2 separate regions of the Gossypium arboreum genome follow, and region 2 is linked to region 1. A link is a contact called in public Hi-C data. All regions are on one chromosome and are shown on one strand. Each heading gives the region's core, a stretch centred on a gene start, on an enhancer-like site or on the middle of the called end of the contact. The rest is flanking DNA. Distances are from core to core; before and after follow the strand shown.

Region 1 (5,114 bases), core at 1,131-3,630:
GTTTGAGCCAGTCGCATCTAGATTTCTACTTCCACAATAATTCCTAATGGCTAAGAACATTCTCTAGCTCATCTCTAATATTTATTTCTTTCTGGGCCAATGAATATGAGTAAGATCTTTCAAGTTTTGCTTGTATTGAGCTTAAGGATTTTATCAATTTTTGTTTGTGGAATCCAATGTGCCCGTAGACGTTTTTATTCCAGCCTTTAAGCTTTTCAGTGAGTTGATTTAGAGAGTTATCCCCCTCATATTTCCATGAACTCTTAACGATGTTGGAAAAGTCCTGATGTTGTGCCCATCCCGTGAGAAACTTGAAAGGTTATCCCCTAGGGAGTTTAAGATCCAGATTAATGTTTACTAACAATGGCCTATGATTGGACTTTATTCGAGTTAGGTGTGTTATTAAGCATTGAGGAAATGATTGGCACCAAGTTGCATTTCCTATTGCTCAATCTAGTCTTTTAAAGACACCTCCTCGTTTCCAAGTGAATGAGGGTCCTTGAAATCCTAAGTCTTGAAGATTTTTAGCTTCCATGAAGTCTCCAAAGAATGGGCACCTCTTCCCTATGATATTACCACATTTTTTATCTTTGACAGAAAGAATTGTATTAAAATCACCTATTGCCATCCAAGGGGAGTGATCCGATGGTATAGTTATTTTTAAAGCTTCCCATAAATTCTTTCTTTTAGTGGAATTGGGGATTCCATATACGATAGCCAGTAGGTTAGGTTGTGTTGTTCCCACATTATGAATTTTAACAAGAATAAATTGGGGATGATTTTGAATTATTTCTTGGTGAATTGTCTCATTCCACCCTATCCAAATTCCCCCTAAAAACCCTATTGCTTCTACGCGGTGCCAGTGATGAAATCTAAGTTTAACAATTATTTTATCTTATTTGCTACCATTTACCTTTGGCTCTAAAAGCCCTACAATATCAAGTCTAAATTCCATATTATATTCTCTAAAGATGCGTAGGAATTTGGGACTTGCGCATCCTTGACAATTCCAGACAAAAATTGATAAACTAATTTTGTTATTCATCATAAAGGTTTAGAAGGAATTTACCCAATCTAGTGTTGACATCGTGCATCATTTCTACTTTCTGCGTTCCCATGTCCTTCTTCATTTGTTTTGATGAAGATGCTTTGCTTGACTTGCTCTTGTAACAAATCCACCGTATTAGCCATTGACTCTGCCAGGAGAATTTTGGGGGACGAGACTTTAAAAGGGCTTCATTTATCCTGAATTATTTTTTTGAGTTTTTGCCCTTTTGTGTTGCCATTTGTTTTCCCCCCACTAGTGCTTACTACGGGTGAATTCTTTTTTTGCCCCATATTATTTTTGGATGGTAGTCATTCTTGCTGATTTCCCATATGATTATTTGGATCTTTGAACGCCACTATTGATTGTTTGGTTGAATCTAGGATTCCAACTGTAGGAGTTATCGCGACTTCTTTTATGCTTTCGATGTTGAAGTGAAGGTTAGGTTGAAATCCTAGTTTTGTTGGTAGCTGTGAATATTGAATTTCTCTCAAGATCTGATTTTCATTCTTTGCAGTATTTCCTTTATCTTCTGCAGCTTCTATTTCCAATTCTCCCTTTGATTGTTGTGTCTCTAACTGTGTTTCTTTCAAATTAATATTTTTTGATTCTGTTTCTATTTTTTTTATCCTGATTTGGTCTGCATTGCGCCTGGTAGATCGTTCTTTCTTGAATTAGAATCACTTCAGTCTCTTTTAAGAGAAGCATTAGGCCCAAACATTTTGGGCTGAGTTTGCTTATTGGATCTTGGACTAGCTGGAGACTGCTTATCAAGTCTTTGTCGGAGTTGGCCCGTGGGTGAGGGTCCATTTTTTGCCTTTATTGGGCATGCCACATTCCCAGCCTCTGTTTGGGTTTAACTGTTATCTATATCGGCCTATTCTCTTCTAAGCCCATTTCTTCATTTAGGGTTTCTAAGGGTTGAAACCAAATACTTTCTTATTTCTTCTCTTTGGCTACACCATTTTTGTTCTGATGTTCTTTTGACCATGGCCGGTTGTGTTTTTTTACAAGCATCCAAGGGTCGTAATCACCAGAGCTGTTTGTAGAATTGTTTTCACTTAACTCAAGTCTATTTTCCGGAACTGGTTCTTTATCCAAGAAATTTTCTTTTGATGGTTTTTGAGTAGTCACTGATTTTGGACACAAATCTTGTGTATGTCCATAGTGACCACAGGAAAACAAACCGTGGGAAGACCCTCATACTCAATTCTTTGTGGAACTCCATTGATTAAAAACTTTCGACGAAAGGGCCTTTCCAATATTAACGTAGACCGCCATTCTTGCGAATCTTCCCCGAACTCCATTATCAGTGTTGAAATTGCGACCCTTCCCACCATTCCCCCTAACTCCTAGAGTATTTTCTTTTTGTACATATGCCCAGGCAGTCCTGGTAATCGTATCCAGGCCATGACCATATTTAGGTATGGCTGTGAGAGATTAAATTCGATACTCCAGAGATGAACGGTTAGATATTCCCTATAAACTATCCAAGGCCCTTGACTTAAAACTCTTTCAAAGTCTTCGACGTTCTGAAATGTAGTCAAATAATAACCGTTTTCGATGTCCATTAATCGGAATGGTAGAATCAGTTTCCACAAAGAGTGTATCTTATTTTGTAGTGTTGTGTAACCAATGTTTTTTCCCAATAGCTTAATTACTATCGCAAGCTTCATAACTTTTATGAGTAACTGATTAACTCGATTGGAGAAATCTATTTCCGGTATGCCATTTACTGAGGAACTCACAATATCTTCTTCTAGCAGTTCTAAGTTGTCATCATCTTCATCTCTAATTATTGTTCCTGTTTTATCTTTGATTTGCGGGTCTGTACCCATGAGTCGATCTTTCCATGACCTAGGTTGTTTGCTGTCGAATTAGTTTCCATCACAACATATGTATCTTGATCTTGAACGTTGATCGCTCCTTCTTATGTTTGTCGCGTACCGCTCCGTCTATCGCCGATTCCCTCTTGCTCTACAGACTCCATCGGACTTCTAATATGATAACTTTAAAACATATGGTAACTCATTCTTAATATAAATATATATGGAATATAAATTAAATATTTTTTAAGAAATTAATATAAATTGTATGTGAAATTTAACTTAAATATATAAATCATATTTATAATTTATAGTTAAATATAAATACGAGGAAATTTAATAATTTCGCACACAAACTGTCTTTTAAGAACTCAAAAGCTAAAATTTTTAGCTTTTTTACTCAAAGCCAAATGCTAAAATTTTCAACTTTTCTGCTTTAATTTGGAAAGTTGATTTTGTTTGAAAAGCCTTTTGTTTAGTATTGCTTGTGACTTATTGGTTTAACTTTAAAAGTGATTTTGAAAAATAATGCTAAACACAACAAAAGTTTATGAGTTACTATTTGTGATATATGCATGAATGGATGAAATTTATTAAATTAAGTTCACTAAATTTACCAATTTCCAAATCTAAAAAGTCAGTTAACTTACAATGCATTTTTGGATGGGATATAAGCATTTATAGGTTGAGATGTCATTTGACTAATGATAGGGCTATCTCTTAGTTTCAAAATGCACTTTGAATCACCCAATTTCGAGCATGAGAGCTCAACCGATGATAGAACTATCTCTTATATTTGAAATGCGCTTTGAATCACCCAATTTCGTGCTCGGGAGCTCAAGTTATGGTTGTTTTAATAAATATTGTGTGAGCGTAACTTCTACATAAGATTATTATGGGAAATTTCAAATTTCAAATTTCAAATTTTATTACGAGTTTAAATCATATTGGGTTCGATTTTAAGGCTTAATTTTGATTATGTTTGAGTCTAATATTGTATTTATGAAGTATTATTTTTGTTAATTATTTATTCAGAATTTTAGGATATTTTTAGTATTTTTAATTGTTTTCTTAGTCAATAAGAAAGTTTAATTCCACTAGAATTACTATTTGTTTAGATTAATTAAAGTTTCATTATACTAAGGAGTTATATTTTGATGTAATTAGCTAGCCTATATAAATACATCTTCATTATTCATTAGGGGTACTATTCATTATTTTGATTTAATACAACTTTTTGTCAATACAACTCTTTGTGTTTTCTCTTTTGCAAGATATCTCTCTTGTTTATTTTAGAAGTTATTTTCTTCTTCGTTTCTTTTTGAAGTTGCGGGAGGCTCTTCACATTTCCATTTGCTAGGGTTTGGTCTTAGAGGGTAAATTAGAACCATTTGTGAAGTTTGTTGAAGATTATTCTTCAAAAGATTTCATAAGGCATCTCCTTTTCGTCTTCTTCCCTTCAATCTTTTTCTATCTTGATTATGTCCATTAGAAACTTTTTCTAATGTTTCATCTTCTTGTTTGATTTTAGGTTTTAAGATTCAAGTATTTCTTTTCAAGAAATGTGTTTTAAATTTCAAGAAATCGATGTCTCTCAAACCATTTAAAGTTTTCTATTCTGTTTGGTTTGATTTATTCTTTTTATTTACTTGTTTGTTTTCTTTCAGTTAAAGAAAATCGCCAAAAAGATTCAATTTTGGGTTGTTTCACATTTAAATTCATTGCGATCTTGGTTAATCCATTATTGTTCTATCTTTTACTTTACACAGCCGCTACCAATTTGGCATTGTTATTACTTGGTGTTCTTGTGTGTTTCAAGTTGTTTTTTTCACGAAATTCGGGTTCGTTCTTGTTTGATTTAGTTTCCTCTTATCCAAAGAAACTTAAATCCAATTCTATCCGCTATGCTCTTACTGTTCTTATCATCTTGGAATTGAGTTATCTACTTTTACTTGAGCAAAGTGTCATGGAGCTAGAACTTTAGTCTCGTAATTTGTGCGGTCTTAGGTGATTTCTTGGATTTAAATCCACATAAGTCAGCCTAACTCTCACAATGTGAGAATTCTTCATAGAAATTCTCTAAAGCACCGAAAATAAATCAGAAGCAACTTAAAGACAAAAGAGAAATAAAAGAACAAAAAAGCCACAAGAAAGCAAAAACACGTCAAGTGTCTGAGTAAATACTCTCAATAGTATTCAATTACTATGAAAGATTATAACTGAGTTTCAATGGAATGACTACA
Region 2 (5,114 bases), core at 1,388-3,887, 180 kb before region 1:
TCCACCAGGCAGCATAGGGATCAACAAACCATCAAAGTATACATAGATAATGATTAGCCATAACCTAATTCCTCCTTGACTTCTCCATGTCATATGCACAAGATTAAAACCAGAAGAAGTGGCAAAAATTTTTGTTAAATTAAAATGATGGGTTCGGAAACATTAACACGTGTCTCTCTCTCTTTGGATATGCCAAATGTGGAGATCACGTTGCCTGTAACAGAAATATAACTGTCAAGTGACACAGGCTTCAAAGAAAAAGTTATAAATGCACCTACCTTTCCACTTGTTTGATAGCAGTTGATATTTATATGAATGATGATAGCACTCAATCAATACCAATTATTTTTAAGTTTCCATAGGGTCCATTATCTCCCAATATGGAATGTGGCAGCACCGTACTGGTTATCAATGTGACATACATAAAGATTTCAAATGACTTCTAAAAATATGCAAATCATTCCATTGAAGGCTTCTTAAAGCTTTTTCATGTATTATGAACTTAAAGATTTCAAAAGTTTAACTGTATTATTAACTTAATATACAGTTTAAACTATATACTCTTTCATGAAAGCTTTTAAAGCCTTCCCCAATCGGCATCTCTCTTCTTTTCTTTCTACTCAAAACGAAACTAGATGTAGAAGATTGATAAAGCGACAAACTTCTTTCAGTGACCAAGTGACCGCAAAAAATGCGGGATGATTCAATTTGACACAAAGAAGTTCAACTCCAACTTTATACTTGGATGTCTTTTCCTTTCTTTTTCACTTTTTCTAGCCAGATATAACAGAAATATTGGATCATTATCACCATTATCATGCATGGAATTATGAAACAGTATATTTGCCTACATTTCAAAACTAACAACTGCTACTTTCAGCTCATGCGAAAACAAGCCATCACAAAAGAAACAGAAAATAAAGAAAATCGAAATACTCATACTCTCACCAGAACAAAAATCCAAATTCAGAACACAATCAATAGATAAATGTACTTGCACTGGCAAGTAGAAAATCAAAATGCTCATTCTCAGTATCTGCAGCCCGCTTTCCTCTAATAAAAATTAACAATGTCTATCTTATAAGAACATCATTGAACCCTTCCTAATTTCACCTGCCTCAAAAGAAATTGATGAAAATTAAAAAACTATGGTTGCAATTAAACTTGAATTTCTTTTACGTTTTAGCTAAAATTGTTCATTTTTCATCCCAATTTATTATACATATCAAACATATATAACCTGAACTAATTAAAAAACATAACCGGAAATGCAAACTGAAATGAAAATCCTTCCAGGACCCAGAAAAGCAAACAAGATTCAGATCAAAACCCAGAAATCCAATGCCAAACGCCCAAAATTTCAAAATTTTATCAAAAAAAAAATAGAGCTCACCTTTATAATGCATGTCCTGATCAACATGCAAAAGAAGAACAAACTTCAATTTAGGGTTGAAGAGCTGAAAAACTGAAATATATTCATCTAAAAAAACAAAAAGAAAAAAGAGAGAGAGAGAGAGAGAGAGAGAGAGAGAGAGAATCTTAATATATAGATATTAAAAAAAAAAAAAAACAAAACAGGCTTCCTTTTTGCATTTGGCTTCATCAGTTTAAAATATAAAGGAAGCCCCCAGTTTTAAAACTGAAGAGGCTTTGGAAAACCCGAATAGTGCTCCATAATGTAACAGATGGCAATGGCGGAAAAAAATAAAAATAAAAATAAGAAAATTCTTCCATGTAAGTTTATATGTCATGTCATTTGTACTTCTTCTCTCTTTCCACTTCGCTTTTGTAATTGCCTTATTATTATTGTATTTTTACTTACCATTTTAGATGTACAAATAAAAAACCGTTCCAATTAACCAAAATAAGGCTTGTATACATAAATAATCCTTTCAAATTAACTAAATAAGATTTATATTATATTATGCCAATAATATTTGCAGTGATACATTTCGATAAAAACAATAACGAAATCTATTCCCTTTGAACTAGCAAAATACAGTTTATATTTAAATTATACTATTGCATTTTTTTTCCTTCAAATTATTTCAATAACTTGAACAAACAAACTAGTATAATGTATGAAAATACAGTAACTTGGCATCCTATATTGAGCTATAAAATACCCTGAGAAGATAGACCCTGCAGTGGCTGAGTTCCCCATTTTGAGGTTGGAGACAAGAGCTGTGAAACATGCCACAAAAGAACTATTGGGCATAAAAAGAGCCATCCAAACCACCAAGGAGAACTAAAGAAACCCATCAATTAATGGAATCCCCAGACCTGGTAAAGCTAAGTAGGCAGTAAGTAGTAAGTACTGGTGAGGCGAAGTGAAGGCGGGCAACGAGCATCAAAGAAAAAAGGAAAAAAGATGATGGTAGTTTTAGCTAAGACATTTGAAAGCAGAACACCGCGATGAAACAGCTGGAGTCGAGAATCCAAAAACCAGGTTGGTGGATGGTCCAGAGGGGAAAACCAGGTTTTCATATTGTTATAACATTGAAGTTACCTAGGAACGGGCACACCAGAGCTGCTAGGTTTAGTGGTCCGAGAATGTTGAGATGGTATTAGAATAGAGTTTTAGCAATTAATTTTATATTGCGTAGTATTGAAAAAGGCTTTGTCCGAGTCTGAGCCGGAGCCCAATGTGACTTGATGAGTTTAGAATGAGATTGTAATTGATTTTACGGTATTTTTATTAGAATAACCGTGATACCCTTTAAACTTTTTTAATGGTGTGGGCTCTATCTTAGGGTGTGAGACCTTAGGACTACTTAACGAATAGCTATAACACGTATAATCTTTTTATGACAAATAATTTCTCATGTTTCTTGTAATAAAGAGCTATGGAGTATAACCCATATAATATTTTTCCCCACATAATAATTTCTTGAGTTTGGAGTTCGTGTTAGAAGAGGTCTAGAACGCAAAGAATAAGGATTATGGTTTGCTTAATCCACAAATTAGTACTTAAATTGTGCTCTTTTTTTCATCTTAATATTTAAATTTTATTTGTCACAAATGGTACTAAACTATTTTTTTTCCAAGTTGGTACTTTCGTTAATCAAATCATTAGTTAAACCATTAAGTCTATTTTAAAAAAACGCTTAACCCAAAAATTAATATCTAAACAATACTCTTTTCCCTAAGTTAGGCTTCTTTAGATGCTCCTTTAGCTCCGATAAGTTGAGATTCCCCAATCTCCAAACTCTAAACCCCAAACCCCAAACTTCAAATCCCAAATCACAAACCCCAAACTCCAAACGCACCACAATTGTCTGTTTGGATAATAATGTTTTGATTCAGTCGAGGCATTTCTATTGCCTTGCGACTGTGGTTTTCCATTGAGCTTTAAGATTCAATTAAGAAAAATACCTTCGGTGAGGATATTTTTTCCTATTTAATCCTCTTTACCAACATTAGTGTGAAAAAATAAAATAAAATAAAGAACACACAAATTTTTACGTGGAAACCCTTTAGGGAAAAAACCACTGGCAAAGGAGAAGAAAATTTACTATGTCAAATTTGAATTATTACAAGAAGAATAGATTATGTCTATTTATAGGCTTATAAAGCCATATTCTAATAGGAGTGTAGTAAGATTGAAACACCTTATTCTAATCAGTATAAAATAGACGGAGTTTAATAAGGTTTAAAAAACCTTATTCTAAAACAAAATAAAAGAAGTGTAGTTCTATATGGATTTTACTTTTATTTTATTTTACCATTGTATTTTATTTAAATAATGATCCGGGTCACTTAATTCTAACAATCTCTACCTTGACACGAATTCTCAATGAACAAGTTCTTCATCGCGAACTCTCAACGAACAAGTTCTCCACCTCTTCCATAAAACTCCTTAAGGGTTTAACTTCAACAATAAACACCAACCAAGTCTAAGCATGCTCAAACTTGGTTGTAGGCAGTGACTTAGTAATCATATCTAGAGGATTTTCATGAGTACTAATTTTGCTCACAACAATATCACCACGAGCAATTATATCACGAACAAAATGATACCGAACATCAATGTGTTTTGTTCTCTCAAGAAACATTTGATCTTTTTTAAGGAAGATTGCACTCTGACTGTCACAAAATACTGTACTGATTTGAAGGTCTTCATTGAGTTCACTAAAGAGTCCCTTCAATTAGATAGCTTCTTTACAAGCATCAGTAATTGCCATGTACTCAGCTTCAGTGGTAGACAAAGCGACTGTAGTTTGAAAAGTGGCTTTCCAACTGATTGCACAACCTCCGATTTTAAAGACATAACCTGTGAGAGATCTTCTTCTATCAAGGTCTCCAGCAAAATCAGCATCAACATACCCAATGACTCCATCTCTAGTTCTTCCAAACTGTAAGCAAACATCAGTAGTACCTCGTAAGTATCTTAAAATCCACTAAACTATTTTCCAGCATTCTTTATAGGGATTCGCCATGTATCTGCTAACTGCACTGACTGCATATGATAAATCTCGCGAACAAACCATAGCATACATGAGAGATCTCACTGCACTAGAGTATGGAACATGTGACATGTACTCAATCTCATTATCTGATTGTGGAGACAAAATCGATGAAATGTAAAATGGGCTGCTAAAAGAGTACTAACAAGCTTAGCACTCTGTATATTGAACCTACAAAGAACTTTTTCAATGTACCCCTTCTGACTTGGTACAATTTACTTGCTTTTCTATCTCTAAGAATCTCCATACCAAGTATCTTCTTTGCTGGTCCTAAATCTTTCATCTCAAATTCTTCACTTAGTTAGGCTTTGACCTTTCTTATTTCTCTTTTATCTTTTGCTGCTATCAACATGCCATCAACATAAAGAAGTAGATACACAAAAGAGCCATCACTGTTTTTCTTAAAGTAAACACAACTGCCAAAACTATTTCTTTTGAAATTATGAGAAGTCATAAAGGAATCAAACCTCTTGTATCACTGTCTTAGTGACTGTTTCAAACTGTAAAGGGATTTTTTCAGCAAGTAAACATAGTCCTATTTTTCTGAGACTGTAAAACCCTCTGGTTGTTGCATGTAAATATCCTCCCCAAGTTCTCCATGCAAACTGCAGTTTTTACATCTAACTGATCAAGCTCTAAATCATCCAT

What was found. A called contact is a pair of places that touch in the nucleus more often than the background predicts.
Region 2: a contact with region 1 is called in a Hi-C map of leaf, with 2.6 times the contacts expected there. The contact joins the promoter of LOC108464283 here to the enhancer-like site in region 1. A contact is called at or near these places in 2 of 5 Hi-C or Micro-C datasets (both in leaf).

The regions. Positions count from the first base shown.
Region 1 is chr13:113,957,512-113,962,625 of ASM2569848v2, reverse strand. No RefSeq gene overlaps it. Among protein-coding and RNA genes, the nearest start is that of LOC128286394, 12 kb to the left of the region's middle. Within about 2 kb of position 2,380, at least 2 of the 2 cell types and tissues checked have an H3K27ac peak or open chromatin away from gene starts, as enhancers often do. A contact at or near this core is called in leaf, where this site is marked.
Region 2 is chr13:114,137,040-114,142,153 of ASM2569848v2, reverse strand. It overlaps LOC108464283 (increased DNA methylation 1-like), which reads right to left and starts at 2,637. Exons shown (of 9, transcript XM_053024315.1): 1 at 1,394-2,637.